Regions from separate parts of the Mus musculus genome. Here regions 1 and 3 are each linked to region 2. A link is a contact called in public Hi-C data. All regions are on one chromosome and are shown on one strand. Each heading gives the region's core, a stretch centred on a gene start, on an enhancer-like site or on the middle of the called end of the contact. The rest is flanking DNA. Distances are from core to core; before and after follow the strand shown.

Evidence for each region. A called contact is a pair of places that touch in the nucleus more often than the background predicts.
Region 1: a contact with region 2 is called in a Hi-C map of the N1E-115 cell line, with 11 times the contacts expected there. The contact joins two enhancer-like sites. A contact is called at or near these places in 2 of 15 datasets of contacts at CTCF or cohesin (large pre-B cells and pro-B cells), 13 of 484 Hi-C or Micro-C datasets (the HL-1 cell line, the N1E-115 cell line, cerebellar granule neurons and 4 more), 2 of 115 datasets of contacts at active chromatin or transcription factors (both in embryonic stem cells) and 3 of 9 other capture datasets (adipose tissue, embryonic stem cells and pancreatic islet).
Region 3: a contact with region 2 is called in a Hi-C map of rod photoreceptor, with 3 times the contacts expected there. The contact joins the promoter of Naa20 here to the enhancer-like site in region 2. A contact is called at or near these places in 7 of 39 promoter capture datasets (the C10 cell line, the HPC-7 cell line, cranial neural crest and 3 more), 1 of 15 datasets of contacts at CTCF or cohesin (pro-B cells), 3 of 484 Hi-C or Micro-C datasets (the N1E-115 cell line, nephron progenitors and rod photoreceptor), 11 of 115 datasets of contacts at active chromatin or transcription factors (the 230-238 cell line, bone marrow-derived macrophages, differentiating embryonic stem cells and 8 more) and 1 of 9 other capture datasets (pancreatic islet).

Annotation. Positions count from the first base shown.
Region 1 is chr2:146,048,072-146,052,409 of GRCm38.p6, reverse strand. The region is part of intron 17 of Cfap61 (cilia and flagella associated protein 61); the gene reads right to left. Among named protein-coding and RNA genes, the nearest start is that of Gm34629, 49 kb to the left of the region's middle. Within about 2 kb of position 2,124, at least 9 of the 459 cell types and tissues checked have an H3K27ac peak or open chromatin away from gene starts, as enhancers often do. A contact at or near this core is called in the N1E-115 cell line, where this site is marked.
Region 2 is chr2:146,384,516-146,389,199 of GRCm38.p6, reverse strand. It overlaps Ralgapa2 (Ral GTPase activating protein, alpha subunit 2 (catalytic)), which reads left to right. Exons shown (of 41, transcript NM_001033348.3): 22 at 516-709; 23 at 1,495-1,593; 24 at 1,817-1,972. Among named protein-coding and RNA genes, the nearest start is that of Ralgapa2, 130 kb to the left of the region's middle. Within about 2 kb of position 2,704, at least 3 of the 459 cell types and tissues checked have an H3K27ac peak or open chromatin away from gene starts, as enhancers often do. A contact at or near this core is called in the N1E-115 cell line and rod photoreceptor, where this site is marked.
Region 3 is chr2:145,900,609-145,905,105 of GRCm38.p6, reverse strand. Naa20 (N(alpha)-acetyltransferase 20, NatB catalytic subunit) reads right to left here and starts at 1,865. Exons shown (of 6, transcript NM_001141965.1): 1 at 1,744-1,865. The coding sequence starts at 1,796.

The DNA.
Region 1 (4,338 bases), core at 875-3,374, 340 kb after region 2:
CTGAAAGTAGGTGGTTGATAGAGATTCCAAGTAGGAGCAAGGATAAGAGAGAAAATACTAAAAATGTAGGCAGTGGTGATGGTTTTGTAATTCCATGAATGTACTAAACTGTGGCTTGTAAGGTATTTCAGTGACTGATCTCAGTTATCACCTGGGAGATGGGCCTCTGGACATGCCTGTGGGGACTTTTTTGGATAAGGTTAACTGAGGTGGGAAGACCTCCCCATTCTGAGTGGTACCATTTCCTTGGCTGAGATTCTGGACTAAATAAAAAAGGAAAAGTGAGATGAACACAGGTGCTCATTACAATTGCTTCTTGGTTGAATATGCAATGTAGCCAGCTGCCTGCAGCTCCCATGGCTATGACTTCCCCTTCATGACAGACGTGCAATGGAAAAGTAACCAAGACATACATGTGTGTGTGTGTGTGTGTGTGTGTGTGTGTGTGTGTGTGTGTGTGTCTGTGTGTGTCTGTGTCTCTGTGTCTCTGTGTGTGTGTAGATCTACATTCTATTTCTTGAACTTACCTTTTATTTATATCACACTAAAGTTTTGTCGAAGGGTGACTGAACCACTTATTCTGTGAAATGATGAGATTTGATGCTAGTTGGTAACGCTCCTGAGATACTAAAAATCGGTTTCACAACTTATTCTCATCCTTTTGCCATCCTCTCATGGCCTAACTCCTAAATACCACCCAGCATTTGTCAGTTGTGCCGCTAGCTCCTCAAGTAAACCATCAGGCACTCCTGTGATAGGCTAAGAACACTGCTGAGCACCATTCAATATAGAGCTGAATCTTGAGAAGTTTGTAATATAACCACCATATGGGATCATATTTTTCTTCTTTCCATAGCAGCTGCCACCACAATTCTGAAAGGCTTGTAACAGCATGCTGATACAACACAGAGGGAATTATAGACACCCTCCATCTATTGATGTCTCAAAACAGGCCTAGCACACCAGTCTGGCCCAGATGTCTGCTTCTCCGCAGCCTCCTCAGCCAGAGTTAGGCTGGTGCGGGATTGACACTAAGAGCAGAAACCGGCTAGAGTTGGGGGTGGGGGGTCCTGGCAAGTCTGTGGATCACATTTTTGATTAAGTGGCTGGTGTTAAAGATGTGAGGGATTAAAAAAGTTTAGTGTCAAGCTGTCTACTTTCTGTTTGCTAGTTTCCTAGAATGGCCGTGGCGTCAGATTTACACGTTAGTTAATAAACTCTGCAAGTCATGGCTAAGAGTGAGTTTAGGCAATTAGCTGCCTGGTGGGAAGATCTGTCAATAAACCAGCCTTTGAACAAGTCACCCCCACCCGACACACACACACACCCCTCTATGAGGAAGATGGTCACAACAGTAAGTGCTGGTGTGACAGGTACATAAGATGGGTTCACAGGAAACCACCAACCAGATCTCAGCAAACAGTAACCACAGGAGGGATGCCCAGCATCACTGTCTGAGGGAAAAGACTTGTGAGAGTCATGAGGACAAACCTCGGATCTAAAAGCCATTCTGATACCTGCATACACACAGCACGTTATATTTAACTAAGGAGTGTCAGAGCATTGGGGAAAATGACACAGAAGGTATATTATTTGAGAAAAAAAGAGCCCATGAAGGAATTTACACAAATTTCTCTACAATTCATAGAGGAAAGGGTTCCCCGCCATTCTAAGGAAACGTATTTCCCAGGAGTAGCATGAATGTGTAGGAAGAGGCTGAGAACAGGGCTGGAAAAGCCAACTAGACCCCTGTAGTGACTGAAAGTAGGTTTGTTTCATGTCCAGGAAACTTCACTGTGGTGATATTAATAAGGATCAATGCATAGATGGTGCTGAAAACCACAGGTTTACAATTTTAGAATCATCTCCTCAGGAGATAATAAAAAACTGTGGATTTTGGTTGGCTGGTTGGTTGGTTGGTTTCTTTGTTTGATTGTTTAAAAAAAATACTACATACTTCAACCACTACTATGACTAAGGGAAGTCTGACTACTGTCAGTGAAAGTCACCACGTTTAAGGAAGGGACTGGGAAACAATTACTCTGGGGAAAACCTAGCAGGTGCTGGGAGAATAATGCAATTTCCCAAGGCAGCAGATGCCCAAGTGCAACAGGATCCAGTAACCGTCCATCAGATGGTAATTATAGCTGGACTGGGGAAGAGCAGCCCAGATAAAAAGGGGCAATTCAAAGGGTAACTGAATGCCAGCCAGTGACATCTTTCTGAGATCACGTACCAGGAAAGGGTGGGCCAACACTTAGCTCTGGGGGTGGGGGGTTAGATACACTGCTGTTTTTTCTTGTACAAGGACAAAAGGAGATGTGGAGAAAACAAACACAGAGAAATGGAGGCCCCTAAAGAAGTTAGTTCAGATTTCAGCAGACTGTCATTACAACCAGAAGGGAAAAAAATAATAATAATAACATCGGCGCTGAACGCTCTGAAAGCATGGTTTCTCAGATGGGGATGAGAGCATACCTTCATTCTGTGACCACTCTAAATCAGGACAAAGACTATAATTAGAATAGACCATGAGAGCTCTTGTGAATGATAAACACAGTGGATTCCAAGGCGAATTTCTGGAGTTTAGCATTATAAATAATTGTTAACCGTCACAAGAGGAAGCTCAGGAAGCGCAGACACTCCAGGAACTCTACAGACAGGTCTCTACAAACTCTACAGGTCCAATCCTAGCTAGCGAGTCGCAGCTCCTACTATTCTTCCCCCTCCCTCATCCACCGCCATTAACTCTGTAAGTAAGGGGCTGGGCAGATGGCTTTACAGAGGACCTGGGTTCATTCCCCCAGTACCCCCACATGTAGGCTCCCAACTGTTTCTAAGTCCAGCTCCAGGGGATCCAGCACTCTCTTCTGGCCTTTGAAGGTACTGCAAGCATATGGTACACAGACATACATGAAGGCAAAATACCCAAATGCATGAAAGTTAAACAAAAAATTGATATATTGCCAGGTGGTGGTGGTACACGCCTTTAATCCCAGCACTTGGGAGGCAGAGGCAGGCAGATTTCTGAGTTCGAGACCAGCCTAGTTTATAAAGTGAGTTCCAGGACAGCCAGGGCTAAACAGAGAAACCCTGTCTCAAAAAAACAAAAAACAAACCAAAAAATTGATATATTGTTAAATATACTGGCAGCTTTCCCAAGAGCAGTGACAGTAACAAAGTCAACTCAAAATCCCTCTAGGGTACAGACAGGAAAGAAAAAAATGCCTTCTCCACAGACCTCCAAAGTAGGAGAAAGGCAACTTGCCCAATCTTTAATTGGTTTGTCTGCACAACGAACTCAGGCAGATAGAGAGTATTTCTCAGGATTACAGTGCTATGGTAAGCTATGGCGACCCATCTAAATGAAAGTTTGTGACAATAGCTCAGAACGTAAATGCACACGCCAAGATGGCTCATTCAAACTGGATGAGAATCTTCCAAGTCTACTGTGTGGATTATGGCCTTGACCAGGAAAGGCCTCTCTCTTACCCATGAGTTCCTAATGGTCAACTATAGAGTTATTATTGTGACTCTTGGGGGCCAACTTCTAGGTGTGATGAAGATGAAGGCATTGAGGTGCTTTCCTATGGTCTGCTCTGGAGTGAGCTGTCTATTAATAGAAGCCACTGGGAAGGTGCATACCCAAATAAGGCAGAAGCTCTATGGCCTCAGGGTGGGGAAGGGTAGACTCGGAGGGGAGGGAGAGCGCACATTGCCTTCCCACACAGTGATGAATCCGAATCACCGCTGTCTTGTGCCAGGTTCAAATTGGCAACCCACGGAGATGAAAGGCATTCTATCCCATTACTCATGCCTGGGGTGATCTGTCCCCTTGAAGATTGGCTTCCTAGGTGAAAGCGAGGGACCGACAGCTACTCAGAGATGCTCTAAGCAGGATAAAAGGCATGAAAAGCAAGTGGCTGGAGAGAAAAGACAGCAGTAATGCGTGGAAGCTGATGCACGTGGCCAAGGGATGTGAGGCTTGCAGCGACACGGGAACTGTGTGAGAAATGGCGCTTATCAGCCCTGCGTGCTTCAGCCACGGGAGTTCTGTCCGCTCTTCTTGAACACAGGGGTGCTAGGAATACATTGAAATTCCTCCCGGAACAATCCTATTAAGCTCAACGTATCTCAGACAATTGTTTAAAGTGTTAAACACATCTAAAATGTTTTTTAAAAGAGAGAAAAAAAGCCTTCCACATAAATCAGCGCCTTATTTTGAGTATCTAGGTCCACTCCGTGAGGGGTCAGTTACAATGTTACTGATCCTTTCCGTTTTCAACATTATTACTCCAGTGTAGTGCGGCTGCTGCGTGGTTTGTTTGTGACAGTGCT
Region 2 (4,684 bases), core at 1,455-3,954:
GCATATAAAATGCTTAGGATGAGGGATGGGGCTAACTGAAAGGGGTGTTCCTCAGACAGATGGAAGTGAATGCTGTTGTGGTTATTGGGGATAAATGGTGACTATTACATGGCTGCATGTATTCCTTAGACCTAAAGGGGGTGAAACTTCTTAGTATGCGAATTCTATGCTCAGTAAACCACCCAACCAACACAGATGTTTCTGTACCCTAAGACTCTGGGTCGCCTGCTATCATGGTACTCATCGTATTCAAAATCTCCCTCATCTTGCCTGCTTCATAAAATCTTCACATGATCACCCCATTGTACATTATTTCTTGTTGGGCATTCAATTTGAAAGAATCAAGTGTTTGACCTTAACAGATTATCTTTTCCTGTTCCATCAAATTCTAAACAATTTTTTAATCTTAATTTCTTTACCAAGAATTCATAAAATTTAAGCACAGGTAATTTGCAATAATGCTTTAAAAATACTATGATGATTAAGTCAAGATCATGTTGACACTTTCTCCACAGACAGCAGAGAATGCCTTGCAGACGACTGTAGCATTATTGCTGGAGGAAACCTCACTGGTTGGCACCCAGACTCCGCTGCTGTGTTATGGCGAAGAGTCTTGGGAATCCTTGGAGATGTGAATAACATCCAGTCGCCGAAGATCCATGCCAAAGTTTTTGGCTATCTCTATGAACTGTGGTATAAACTGGCCAAGGTGTGTTCTGATGTTACCTTTTATACTAATCCAGAAAAGTTAGCTTGAATCATTTAATATACAAACTATTGACCATTTCTGAAATGCAAATTAGACGTTTAGAAGTATATTTGATTGCTCAAGAATAAATCATAGTATCTGTAGTTTTAATGCTTTACTAAATGCCTGAGAGTTATTTCATTTAGTCCAAATGTATGTTAGTAGAAGATATTAAAATAGGATACTATGTGGTCTCATTATTCATTTTAGTAAAGTGATATTATTTTGATTGTATAAAGTTGGGAAATAGAAAAGCAAGAAGATACTTATAGATCCATTTTATAGGATAACCAGTATTGATATGAAAATATATTTATTTCCATGGATAAAAACATTTTACAAAACTAAGAGTTTACTCTTAGAACAGATACAGATTTCATCCCGACTTTTATTTTTATACTAAATATATTTTCCATTATTAAATATTTTTTCAAAACATGACCTATATTCATATAGCATAATTTATGAAATCATTTCTTACCACCCCGGGGTTCAGAATCTCTCTAGGTGTTCACACATTAGAATAACAATTCCATTCTTTTGTGTTTAGAGTTTCAACTACATGTAGTAAGCAAAACACAACTTAAAAGGACAAGAATTCTCATAATAAAAGAAAAATCTGTAAATACTACACATTTCTTATTCCTTGTATAAAAAATGGGAGTAGTTTCTTAGCTGTACAAGACAATACTGCTATATTGTTGTAACAGTAGAATGTTACCTTGCCTAATTCTCTTTTGAATTAGATACGAGATAATTTAGCAATAAGCCTGGATAACCAGTCGTCTCCATCTCCTCCTCTCTTGATCCCACCACTCAGAATGTTTGCATCATGGCTATTTAAGGCAAGTGTTTATTCTTTATTGCAATTTCCTCTTCCCTTCTGAAATTGAGTTTAAAAACTCTAATTGCCCAAGACTGCATGTTTTGAAGACAGGCTGGGTCTTACTACAGCCAGCTCATCCCACATCTCTAAACAACTCTTCAGGAAAACTGAGAAGTAAATGAAATGTTGAAATGCTCTGCATCTGGACTTGATTTAATCTGGAAACATCATCTCCTTGGCAGGCTACAACTCTGCCAAATGAATATAAAGAAGGCAAACTGCAAGCCTACAAACTGATCTGTGCCATGATGACCAGACGCCAGGATGTTCTGCCAAACTCTGACTTCCTGGTGCATTTTTACCTTGTGATGCACCTGGGACTAACCAGCGAGGACCAGGTATCCTGTGATTCCTTTATCATGGTGTGCCATAATGGGAAACTGCTTGTCACGCTTTATATGTACCAAGGCTTCTGAAAATATACCAGAAATGCTTAGATCCTCAGTAGTTTCCACTTTTCACACATAGGTCTTCAAAAGTCTGACCAGGGCGTCTCCCATTCCTGCTTCTTCCCCTCACCATCTCTGCATGGACCTAACTAAATCTGAACTTTATTTTACAACCCATATGATCCAGTCTCTGCCTCTATTGTCAACTTGAAAATACCATCTCAGCTACTTTTTCTCTGTGGTTCTGGTCAATTTAAAAATATTTGGAGATTCATGTTTTAGTAATTGAATTCTTTTTATGAGGTACAGTTTTCCTATGAACTAAGGGTTTTGGCAGTTCTTGATGTGGAGTTACTTATATTTCTTCCAAAGAAATAGACATTTGGTTAAGTAGGAACAAAAAGGTTCAAGGCCTTCACAAAGCTACAGTCCCCTTTGTAGATCCTGGATTTAGGATTACAGGATGTGGCCAATATTTGTCCTGCCTCCCTTGGGAAGTCCCCTAGCACTTGTGAGGACAGGAAGAGTGATCCAGATAGGCATATATATGGACTTTTGAAAAGTGCTATTATTATCTTCTCCCTCCCTCTATCCCTCCTTCCTTCCCTCCCTCCCTCCCTTCCTTCCTTTCATATGTGGGGCTGTGGGCATTGTGTGTGTTCAAGTATGGAGGTCAGATGGCACCTTGCAGCAGTCACATGAGTCCTGGGGATTAAATGTAGGTCACAGATTTAGGAGCAAGCTTGGCATTTGTTTTTCTTTAAAATGTACTTCCATTTTTCCCGTGCTGGAGAAGTGGTCACCATATTCTGTGGTTCCCAAGTACAAGCTTTGAGCTGTAATCATTGAGCTTTGTTTTAGCCATGACCATACTGTCCCAGTGAGTTGTTCTTGTCATGTTTGCTCTAAGCAGCATCGGAAGACAGTGATAACAGCAGCTGGGATTGGACCCACAGATTCATTCACTTATTTCAGTAGATGTCTAAGTAGGGATATTGTGTGCAGTCCCCTGTATTCTCTGCTTAACTATTCCCAGCTGACCCTGCAGGTAGAAGCACCTCCTACAGAATGATGCCATACAGGACACCTAAGAAGATTAATGGGTAGAAACAGGAAAGAGAATCAACTCCAAAGATAGTAATGAGCTCCCGCAGTGTAGGCACCACAGTAGGAAGGTTGACTTAACTGCGCTCTATGTTAAAATAGTATTTTGATAAAGATTCTTCATGGAAAATATATGATTTGGGAATAATGGTCAACTGTAGAATTTTCTGATATAACAGCAACAACAATAACAACAACAACAGAACTGAAATCAGCACAAAGTAGTAGTACTAGAATGGTTTTTTTTTAGGAAGTTGCGTAAGAGCTGTGAGTTTGAAATCATGCTCTGTGTGAAGTGTTGGTGTGAAGTGAAGGAGTGAAGCAGGAAGTACGAACTCAAAGTAGCATGAGTATGTCTTTATGAATTGTTTGAAAACATTTTATTCAGGAAAGGTGTTGAGATTATATACTTAAAATTGTCTTCACATTTCAATGTACATCATGTTTTCAGTTAAAGGAAGACAGTTGTCTTGTAGACAGCACAATGGCAGCAGCAGTCCCATCAGTGCAGACATTAGGGCAGAATGGGGATATCATACATCTCTAGTCTATAATCACCCTATTGTGTGCACCACTAGGAGTCTGGATTTTTATGTGGCTTTAATAGAATTAACTATTTTACTTTAACCTTACAATTATTACTATATATTTTAGAAGCCCCAACTGTCTGCCAAACAGAATTACCCTAAAGTGAACTTTATTTCTTTGCCAGAAGAAATTTACCCAGAGTCCTTCTAATGAAAGAAACCTTTCTTATTTAAGTAAAAAATGTCTCTGGTTAATTAGTTTAACTTTTGGCCCACATGTTTAAGTAGATCATGGTGGTTGTTTTAGAAGTTATATGTACTTCTGGAAACACACGCTATATTCATTATAAAAAGAAAAGAAAACATTTGCTACAGAGAATACAGTTAAATTCAATTTTGTAATTGGTAAGCCGTGCACCTGTGGCTGGTACCATGTCAAGGCTTGTTTCCATGCTGTGAGAGTTGCAAAGAACCACACTTCCATCTATTGTGGCATGAAAAGGATTTGTTTATGCAAAGGGAGAAGTCTAGAGACTATCCTTGGCTTTAACAATAAATAATAGCAAATACTAAGTTTGCTATTTAAATTAAATACATAATCTATAAATAATGTGTTACATGAATAATTAAATGCAACAGTTAGGTTAAAATATTAGTATTTTAATTTAACCTCTACTAGTTTTATTTTACAGAGAAAACACAAGATGTGTTTTCTCCTTTGCCCTCTGGATGGCACACTTGTCTGCTCAACTCAGTTAAATAGTTCAAACTGGCCAGAAGAGCCAGAACCCTGTGACAGTGTGTGTGCAGCATGGTGGTTTACCAAACGCTTCTCCTGAATCTGATAGAATTGGGGTTGTAGCCACAGTGCTCAGTGAGATGCTGAGATGCAAACAAGTGCTCAGACATTAGATAGCTTTTCAAATATTGCTGAGACTCAAATGCAAAAACTATCCCCTCTCTCTCTCTCTCTCTCTCACTCTCTCTCTCTCTCTCTCTCTCTCTCTCTCTCTCTCTCTCCATATATGTA
Region 3 (4,497 bases), core at 616-3,115, 480 kb after region 2:
TCCAGTCTATTGCCTCAGTGGCTTGCCTGCCTACTCTATTGCCTCTAATCAACACCTTGTACTCAGTAGATCAGAATTCAGACTGAAGAATTTTTAGACACTATGTGCCTGTACCTTTAAAGGACACCCCCCCCAATTATTCCCTAATACAACCGTATTGGAAGCACTTATAAAATATGTACGTTGTACTATATAAGTATTCTATTGATTTACAGTACATGGAAGTGCTTGGGCTATTTGCATACCACTCCATTGCAATAAGGGGGTTGCACATCACTGAATCTTGGTGTATCATAGAATCAATCTCCTGTGGATACCAAAGGATCTCAGACTTGTGATCCTCCAACCTCAGCCTGAGTGCCAGGATCAACCTTTTTCATTTATTGAATGGGTATGGGTTTTATATGTCTGTGTGTTACATGCATACCTGGTGCTTACTCAAGCCAGGAAAGGCCAGCAGCTTCTTGGAACTAGTATTACAATCAAGTGTGAGCCTCCATGTGGAGTGAACCCCTGTCCTCTGGAAGAGCACCCAGTACTTTTAACAACTGAACCATCTCCAGCTCCATGGGACCAATTTTTTAACAACCACCAGGGCCAGTCTCCACCTACTCCACGTCAGGGTTCTGTGTGTGCAATCCCTTCCCTCACCCAGAAACTGAGGACATCAGCACATGACAGAATTTGTGAAGATTTAAGGGCCTATTATTACATGAGCGCCTGCCACAAGTACTAAAATGCACAGAGGATTCAACACAAGCGGGACCTAACCGAAATCTCACAAGATCGGATCTGAACCAATTAAACACGATAATTAAACCTGGCTTCACCTGAAGCAAAGGCCTACCCTGCTTCACACTCCATTTTCCTGCAGCCTTCTCCAGAGTTTCCTCCTTGCCAAATTTCCTTCATCAAGGTTCATCCCCTCTTTGAAATGTCCATCATCCCAGAGTTTCTTCCCTTCTGTTACCTAAACCTTCCGGTCCATACTTCTTACTACGTTATATCAAGCAAATAACCGAGGTCATGTGTCTACAGGAGTTCGCGGTGAAATGCTGAGCTTTTTAAATGGTCATAATTTGGATTCCAAACTAAATTTTTTTTTCTTTTTAAAAAGCGAGAAGGGGAGAACGGCAAATCACGGGTTTTTAAATTTTGGACTGAAAAGAAACCACACAGCACCGGGGAGTCTTCAGTACATTGGATCCCCAACCAAAAAAAAAAAAATGTAGTCTAGCTGGGTGTGGTGGGGCATGCCTTTAATCCCAGCACTAGTAAGACAGGAAGACATATCTGTGAGGTTTAGGCCAGCCTCGTCTACAGAGAGTTCCTGGAGCCCAGGGATACGAAATGAACCCTGTCTTTTTTTTTTTTTTTTTTTTTTTTTTAAGAGAAAAAGAAAAAAACCCAAGGCAGTCTACTTTGGGCGCTCCGCTACTGTAACTACCAAGCACAAACCACAACTTGCTGAGAGGGCCCGGAGCATCGCAAGGTTACTTCACTGGGATACAATTTAACCAGGACCGCGCTCCTTCCCCGCCCTCCCTCCGCAGTGAGGCCGCCTCAGGGAGCGGGCGCGGGGTGTCCAGCCCGGCTCCGCATCATCCCGGGCGCACCGGGAGCGCCGCGCCTCGGCCAAGGTCACCGGTCAGCGCGCCCGCGCAGCGTCCACCCGGCCCACGGCCCCGCGAGGCTGACCCCGTCCCGCGCCGCGAAGACAGAGGCCGGCCGTGCCTCACTCACATGTTGTTGAAGCGGAACAGGTCGTCGCAGGTGAAGGCCCGGAGCGTGGTCATTGCGCCGCCGCCAGCCTCCAACCCGCTCGGCGCGACCCCGCGCCCGCACTACCGGAAGTACTCGCGCCCGCGGCCGCCATGGGGTGGGACAAAGAACTACTTCCGGACCAGAGGTTGCTGGGCAACAAGAGTAGCGTCGTAGCTCTCTCTGGCGGCTGAAATCAGCAATTGCCTTAATGATCCGCGCCCCGCAGACCCTTTCCAAAAAGTAGGCAGAGTAGTAACAAGGAGAAAGAAGCTGGAGTCAGAGAGCCAAATCGTAAAAGCAAGCTTCAAAACTACAAAGATGCTTCACAGGGTGAGTTAGGAAGTGATCCCTAAAAGGATGGCTCAGGGCCTCTTCTCTCAACCACTGTCATGAACCAGGGATGTGACCTTAAATTTTCTAGCACATTAAAATTATTTAGAAGAAAGGAAGGAAAGAAGGAAGGAAAGGAGGGAGAGAGGGAGGGAGAGAAAGAGAGAGAGAGGAAGAAAAAGAAAGGAAGGAAGGAAGAACAGAAAGAAAGAAAGAAAGAAAGAAAGAGAGAGAGAGAGAGAGAGAGAGAAAGAGAAAGAAAGAAAGAAAGAAAGAAAGAAAGAAAGAAAGAAAGATTATCTGTATAAAAAATGTGAATATCTTATCTTATTTTGGCAATAAGACTTTGAAATCTGGTCCATATATTTGCAGTTTATTTTAATCCGAGAGAAAAATGATCAGAACTATTTGTTTTCGATGCTGATTTTAATAAATGTGTGATTAAAGAGCAGATCAAGCCAGGAATAGTGCCTTACACCTGTAATCCCAGTAGTAAGGAGACAGAGACAAGAGGCTGTTAGTGAGCCTCGAAAACCCTGGTCTATATAGTGAGTTCCAGGCCAGTCAAGGACACATAGTGTGACCGTCTCAAATACATGCATACAAGATGATAGAGCTATCAAAGTAATCCAAACATGTTTCCAAATAACCAAATGAAACATTATCTCATGTCTAAGTTGAAAGTTAACCATTAGGAATTACATTCTTTCATCTGGCCTGCTACATTTTAAGCACCAGCCCAGCGTCTCCACGGCATAGACCCAGTGACTGAGGAGACTATGTACTGTCGGGCTGTGAAGCTGCCTTCCCCTCTTCTCCTTACCAGCAGTTGGGGTGGTCCTGGAGAACATGCTGCTGAGCTCAAACCAATCCAACTCAGCGAGATGCCTACATTACAGCAGACTCACATCCCCAACTCCTTTGGGACTCAGTTGCTCCGCAGGTGTCTTGGGAATTCCTTGGCCAAACCTGAGGGCCAGGTGTGGTGGAGAAGAAAGCAAATGGTTGAAAGAGCAGGTAGTCCCAGTGGCTCCTCGCCAAGCTTTGTCTCTAAGCCTGATGAAGTAAATTATACAATGAATAATTGTAAACATGGGTATGACAGGCCCGAAAGTATATATATAACTGCTACTATGGTAGAAAGGTGGAGTTTGACACCATGAGTTCAGCTTCTACCCTCTATTCACTTACTTTGGCAAAATATGCCATGAAATGAACAGTAAAATATATTTTTGAGGGAAGTTGAGGTTATGATGCTTATACAAATGGAAAAAATGGACAAAGTCAGAAAGAGTCTGAACTAACCAGTAAGAGAGATATGGTAGTCTACTCAAGGAAAATTTTAAATGCATGTGGTTAAAACAAAGACAAAATTGAGAGGGGGGGACATGTGGGGGAATATGAATTTGATGGGTGTATATATGCTCATATTTCATTGTATGTGTGTATGAAATTCTCAAGAATAAAAATGTTTTAAGCCAGTGAATGTAAGTAAATTTGCTTTTTTTCATGAATAAGTGTATCATTATACAAAGAAAACTATAAGTAAAATACACACAGCATATTCAAACATGATCCCAGGACTTAGAAAGATGAAGGAGAATCTTGTCTTCCAGACCAGCCTGTGCTACATAGCAAGACCCTGTGTCAAACATCAATAAAAAACAGAGTAAATAAATGGCCAAGGTGCTCAGGACCGCTGGTCAGCATCCACAGGGCAGTGTCCTCTTACTTCTCCACTGGACAGCACATGGGACACTCGTATTCTTATGGGTCAAGAATCTTTCATCAATATCCATTTTCTGCATCTCACAGATTTGTACAAAGAAGTGGAAGATAATAAAAATGAAACTCAGAAGAGTTTACTACTTGGGGTATCCAGTATTGCTTTTTGTTTTAATTGGCCATGTCAAAATATTTTGCAACTTTTTTTTTTCTGACATGATCCAGTGTTGATTTGAACTAGCTGGTTGTGAAGTTTGGATGATATTCATAATTTTCTTCTGATTCTGGTTTATAACCATAAGGTTTCTAAGTATTTTAAATATAATAAAATTTTAGTTTAGTTTAGTTTAGTTTTTTCAAAATAAAAAGGTGAGTTTAATACAGAGGCAGCACTTGACCCATGCTAGATACTGTGGGCTACTAATTTGCAACCCATGAGAGATGGGCATAGTGGCTGAAACATGTATCCAGCTGTTGGAAGATTAAGGTGAAAGGAAATAAAACTTGAGACCTGTGATTCATGTAATGTATGTCAAATAGCCCAAAGAGTTGTTTGTGAGCTTTGAAACCTGGGGCTGAGAACATAGCAGAACAGACCAGGACATGCCCGGGCAGGCCCATCGCCTCCCTATCTCCCACCCCTCTGACCTAAGTTAAATGTTACAGGCTGCTGATGTT